Linked DNA regions of Mus musculus: region 2 is linked to region 1. A link is a contact called in public promoter capture Hi-C data. All regions are on one chromosome and are shown on one strand. The core of a region is the stretch at or near the end of the contact, and the rest is flanking DNA. Distances in the headings are between cores, read along the strand shown. Region 1 holds the start of Dnajc13 (DnaJ heat shock protein family (Hsp40) member C13). Region 2 holds the start of Ackr4 (atypical chemokine receptor 4).

Region 1 (3,077 bases), core at 333-2,832:
CGGAGGCAGTTCATGTTACCTAAGCTCCTTTCACCTCTGAGAATCCATTTATTTGGTTCCAAATATTAAATAGAGAGGCAGTGTCAAGGGTTTAGTAGTTTGATGACCTGGGTGTTACAGTCTGGGGCCAAATCTCGGCTCAACCTTTTGGATGAACCTCACCTTGATTTAGTCACTTAGGAACTCTGGGTCAGCCTTTTTTACCAAATAGAAATAGGACCGCCCACACCTAGTTCTGGCAATACTCTAAGGGTCTGTAACATATACAAAGCCACGTAAGCACATGCTTTTATTACCCTGGGATAGGCCAAGGGCATCTTGTTTTGTTTTTCATTGTTGTTTTTTCCCCTTTCCACTCTACTTCAGGTCTCATCTTTCCAAGCAAGCCATTTCTGGCTGCTCACAGGCACTTTTATTTCACTGGGACAGTGTGGGAAAGCCTTCCTAAGGAAAAATCTAGTCGTCTCCAGTAACACAAATGGGTCAGTCGGCCAAAAAGTCAAGTCTGTAGAAACCATTTTACATGTTTTTCATCCCAAAACCTCCATCTATGAAACGATTCAACCACAGACGGGGTCCCTGAGAAATTCCAGTTCCAGGGTTGCTACACAATAATAATATTAGGCTCACCAGAGCATTTAAACCTAGAACTGTGTGTCCATACAAGTTTTTTTCCCCCCACAGAATCACGTTTTAGAGGGTAGTCTGCCCCTCTCACATCTTAGATGAGACACCGTCTGTTGCTCAGAGCTCTGACACAATTGTCATCTGTAACTTTGTTTCATTCTGATACTGTCACTCTCCTGAGTTCCCCTCTTCATATAGTTTCAGTGAGTTCCTATCCAGAGAGCAGTTCTTGAGTCAACTTACTTGAGCTCAAATACTAAGTCTACTACTGTGGAACTACACATCAATTTATTATCTGAAAATAGAGGATAATCCCTATCTCAGACGGCTGCAAGTTAATTGACCTTAAGTAGTTGGCCAATTAAATCCTGGCTCTGGGATCAGAGGTCCAGGAAGGCAGCAGTGTTAACTGTCCCAACACTTCACCCGCAAAGGCCTTTGACCTCTGAGGCTTCGGTCTCCATTATCTCCCTGAACACTCAAAACTTAAATCCGCGTTCAGGGTGTGTCAGTAGCGAGTAAAAGTTATGCCCACGATGCAGCTAAACCAGAGATGCGCACTGAGGCTTTCGACGGCTTCGTGGATGCGCCAGGACACTGAAGACTAGGGCTAGGTAACAGAGCTGCTCCTTTGCAGAGTTACAGTAGCCAATGCCAGCGTCTGGCTGAGAGGCGTGTCTCCAGGGATTCAGGGGGCGTGGCCTCTCGGACCGCTCCAGGGGGCGTGGCGCCTCGCCTTCTGCTTGGGCCAAGGCTCTCTTTCGCTAAGCGCACGCGTACTTCCCGAGAGGCGGAACGGCGGGCGGCGCGCACGCGGCGCTTCCCGGAAGACGGCGAATGGGCCACCGAGGGAGGGAGCACAGTGCTCCCGAGGGCGGGGCGCGAGGCGGAAGCGCCGAGGTCAGCTGACAGGGTCTCGTGACGGCCGGGGCGGCGGCCACGCACGCGCGTTAGGGTTCAGCGCTCGCAAGCCTGGTGGAAGATGGCGGCGTCCAGGGCGAGCCTCTGAGAGGCAGAGGGAGGAGCGGAGGGGTGGGGGCCGCGGCGCAGGAACCCGCGGCGACAGGCCCCGGCGGGGAAAAGGAAAGCGAGAGGGGACGGGGCCGGCGGCGCCTCCATCCTACTCAAGACGTGGAGCCGGCGGCGGGCGGAGCTCGGGCTGGAGCGCCTCCAGCCTCCTGCGAAGGTAAAGCCGCCTCCGGCTCTGGGTTTCTGCGATGCCGCTTCCCACCTTCGGGGACCCGGGGGCTCCGGGCAGGGACCCCAGAGCGGGCGGCGTTAAGCTGCTGTGTGTGGCTCGAACCTGCTGAAGCCGCGATCCTCCGTCCAGGGATCCCTGCGCTCGGACCCTCCCCTCCCCCGGCTCTGAGTGACATTTGCCCGGGGCACTGCCCGGCAGCCCCACCCCTCTCTCTGCCTGGCCGTCTTTTCTCCCATCACTATCCCTGTCCCCCACTTCTCTCGGCAACTCTCCCCGACTCAACTCCACACCTCCTTCCCCTGTGGGCTCCGCCCTCGGGATTCCCTCCTGGATGCCGGCGCCTCCGGTTTTCTTAGGTTAGCGGTCCTGCTTCCTTCCTCTGGGGTCCCGCGTAGACTCGATTTTTTTTTTTTTTTCTTTCTTTTTTCCTCGTCTCAGTTTTGTTTCGATTTGATGGGAAAGGAGGGGCAGCTGCTGTTCTCTTCCTCAAGTCCTTTATCAAACACCAAGTTTTCCCCCCAAGGCTTTTCCTTCTTGTAAAGTAGCCTGGCCTGTTCACTGTTGCCCGTGCTGGGCTGTGATTTCACCTCTGAACGCGGCTTTTGGTGTAGGTGAAGCAGCACTTTGGACGCCCAATGAAGTGGGTGTTGAGAGTACACCTGCGTGCCCCCGCCCCCCAAAAAACCCCTATTGTAAGATGCTAAATTAGCCACTCTTACCTTGAAACCGTTTCCCTAATCACTTGGTGGAAGGATGATGTAAATAAAAATCGCCCCCTAACACAGAGATGAACTCCCAAAGTAGTGATTTTTTACTTCCACGATCTGCTTTTCCCGTTTATTCTATAGTTTAGTTTTTTTTTTTGTTGTTGTTGTTTCTAGTGCCTCATTGTTTAACTTAATTTAGCTTACAGCATAAAAGCCCCTTTAATTTTCATATATAGTATAAACCAATGTTTAAGTTGCAATATCGCAAATGGTGGCTCTGGCTGTTAATACCACATTACGTTCAGGGACGGGACCGCCAGTCCTAGTTGAGAAAACACTGAGTTCACATTTGTTTGGAAACAGGAAGTACAAACAAATTAAAGGAGAAAAAGAGGAGCCAGAGTTAAGAAACAGGGATGTAAAGACCTTAAAGCTAGCTTGAGTCCTGGGCCAATACCAGCATTCGTATTCCCCCGAGAAACTATGGATATTCTTTTCTAATGCAGTAGTAGTAGTGTAAATCATACTAGCAAGCGTGACTG
Region 2 (2,854 bases), core at 276-2,775, 140 kb after region 1:
CAGCAGAGGCAGAGAGATTGGGAGTTCAAGGCCAGGTGTCCAGACAATCCCCCAGACAGCTTCTAAACCAAAACTTTAAAGAACTACTAATGAGGTATGCTTGGTTCTAAGACACTTCAAACAAGCAGACGGTATAAAGCAGTTCACTGTGTTTCCCAGATTTCAAGTTGCTCCTAAATGGCAGCTCCTATCAGAAAAGCCCCCCAAGATTAAAAAGGTGGCCTTTCTGTATCAAAAGGAAATGAGATAGAGGGAGGTGAGGGCCCAGAGGCACAAGCTGAAAGGTCCACATGACACAGCTCTGAGTCCAGGCCTGTGGTAGATCCTGGCTTTCCCTCCACAGCCCCCAAGAAGAAACAGGATCTCTGGCCACACACCATCGAACACCATGAGCACACTTTCTGATGAAAAAGTTAAAGACTTTTAGGACTGAAAATAATTTGGTTTGAAAAATTTTTTAAATTTCCTAGCTATTTTTCCAATGGTATTCACACCATAAAATGACAATAAGAAACAGAGAAGACTGGGGTATATTTTATTCAATACAGTATTTCCAAAATATAATTCGATGTAGGCTCAATATGTAAAGGTATTATCTAGTAGATATTTTATATTATTTTCAGTTAAGTTTTCAAAATCCAGTATGTAAACACTTACTGTGTTTATTTGGATGCCAAATTTTGATTTAAAATATTTCTCTTTGTGACGAGATTTCAAAACATCCTTACTTGATAAAGCAGACCACCAACTCAAACCTTTCCAACTGTAGCTAACGGCTGTCCTCTGCTGTGCCGGTGACATTTCGATGCAGAGGGCTGTGGTGACCCACAGTGGCACTGCAGAGCTGTCAGAACATGTCTCGCCTGATCAGACCAGCTCCCAGGGAGCTGTGGAGCTCTGACATAGCACCGATTAGTTACGGATCTCCTCAGCTTTTTCTATGTAACCTAAGTGGCCTTGATCGCCTGTTCTCCTAACAGGCTACACTTCCTTGTGAGCTTTCACCTGCATGAGATTTCACCAGAACTACTTCCTGTTGGGTTAGAAAGAGGCTTATTGGGAACTCCGAAATCTTCAAGCTATTGCTTTCTCTGAGGTGCTAAATTAAGCTCCAAAACACTGCTAAAAGGGGTACAGCTGCAAGTATTTCAGAACAAGGTTATTTAGGCCTGGGGTGTCTATTCACTTGGCTGAATTCCAGAAATAGCTCTACCATTCTCAGTGTGACCTCATCACAGGTCATGTGTATAAAGTGAATGCTAACCCATTAGACACCAGACTCAATGGCAGTTATGGGGTTTCCTATTTACCTCACGTCTGTGTGATCCTTACTTAACATTATAAAACCCAGTGATCGAAATAGATGCTAAAATCTTTACCATGGGTGAATAATTAGCCTTGTGCTCAAACTACTCAAGAGATGTGAGATGTAAGTTTTGAGCTGGTCAAGAGTGTGCCCCGGGTTGCTCCATCACATCCTGGCTGTCAACCGTCTGGCTTGGTCCTGAAGCTCCATCTTGGCGATCGCTGAGAGGTGGACTTCGTCAGGGCCGTCTGCCAAGCGCAGGGTGCGTATGATGGCGTACCTGAGAGAATGGGGTCAGAGTTATCAGAGAGCACAACACCGTCATGTCATGCTCACTCCAAACCAAGGAAAAGGAACATGAAGAGAAAGGCCAAAGGCTTCTGAAGCTGCCATTTTAAAGATCTCAGCTCAGGGAGATTCAAGATGGCTACCCAGAGGCGAAGGTAACTCGGGACTATGTCAGGTTGGTAGCTGACACTATGGTGGGGGGGGGGGCGCGGAGATTCTTTCCTGTGACTAAGAACTTTGGTGGTAGAATCAGAGAGATCCACTGTTTCTATGGGCCATGCAAGAGTGGGGACATTGTGGCAGTTCAGAAGTAAAGCCAGAAGTGGGTGTGGCTTTCTTTGTGTGGGGGCACCCCAACAGTGAGAGCAGAAGGCCTTAGACTAGGCAGTAATCCCCACTGGGTGGAAGGACTTCCTCAGGGAAGGCTGCTGCGACTGGTGCTCCCGGCCTCAGCGGCGCAGAGGGACCAGGCATGGGCATATGCTGACCAGTCAGGGTCTCTGGTGCCTGGGAGGGAACTGAACCCAAGGACAGAAAGTTCCTCTCAACTCCCTTTTGCATTGCTCCACAGAAACACAGGCACACAAAGGAAGAGTACATTTGGGGCCCTGGGGACACTGAATGCATTTTAGGATACTCGGAGGCAAGGAAAAAAGTTCAGAGGATATAAAATTCATTTAATGAAATAATAAAGACAAATAGGACATCAAATAGACATGATCAGAAAAGACCTTCACCATGGCATAATATACTTAAACTGTCAAAGGTACAAAGGCAAAGTAGGAGTTGCAGCATCTGCAAGAGGAAAATGACAGCCACATGCAGGGGTGACCTTTCTAGACTAACAGCTTAGCTCTCAGCAGAAAACCCATAGGCCAGGAAGGAATGCATTCTAAGTCCTAAAAGGAGGTAACTGTGATACAAGACTATTATAACGCCCAGCAGAGCCAGCCTTTAGAAACGAAGGAGAATGGCTTTCCAAGGCAAGAAAAGCCCGGGGACTCTGACCATCAGGCCAGCCTTACAAATGACAAGTAAAAGAAAGCACTTCAGTTGGCTGAGGGTAGCTCTTTTGGCACAGTGACAATCTAGCATACAGGGGCCCTGAATTTGATTCCAGCACTGCATATAAAAGCCAGGCAAGATAGCACATGCCTGCAAGCCCAGGATTTAAGAGTTAGGGACAAGAGGGACATCAGAAGTCCAAGGTCTTCCTGTGCTACATAGCAAGGTGAGTTTGAGGCTAGCCTGGGCTATATA

What was found. Promoter capture Hi-C pulls out the DNA fragments that hold promoters and counts their contacts.
Region 2: a contact with region 1 is called in a promoter capture Hi-C map of the HPC-7 cell line. The contact joins the promoter of Ackr4 here to the promoter of Dnajc13 in region 1. A contact is called at or near these places in 2 of 39 promoter capture datasets (the HPC-7 cell line and embryonic stem cells).

The regions. Positions count from the first base shown.
Region 1 is chr9:104,261,435-104,264,511 of GRCm38.p6, reverse strand. It overlaps Dnajc13 (DnaJ heat shock protein family (Hsp40) member C13), which reads left to right and starts at 1,582. Exons shown (of 56, transcript NM_001163026.1): 1 at 1,582-1,813.
Region 2 is chr9:104,125,314-104,128,167 of GRCm38.p6, reverse strand. It overlaps Ackr4 (atypical chemokine receptor 4), which reads left to right and starts at 1,525. Exons shown (of 3, transcript NM_145700.2): 1 at 1,525-1,749. Acad11 (acyl-Coenzyme A dehydrogenase family, member 11) reads right to left here. Exons shown (of 20, transcript NM_175324.4): 20 at 512-1,586. The coding sequence ends at 1,472.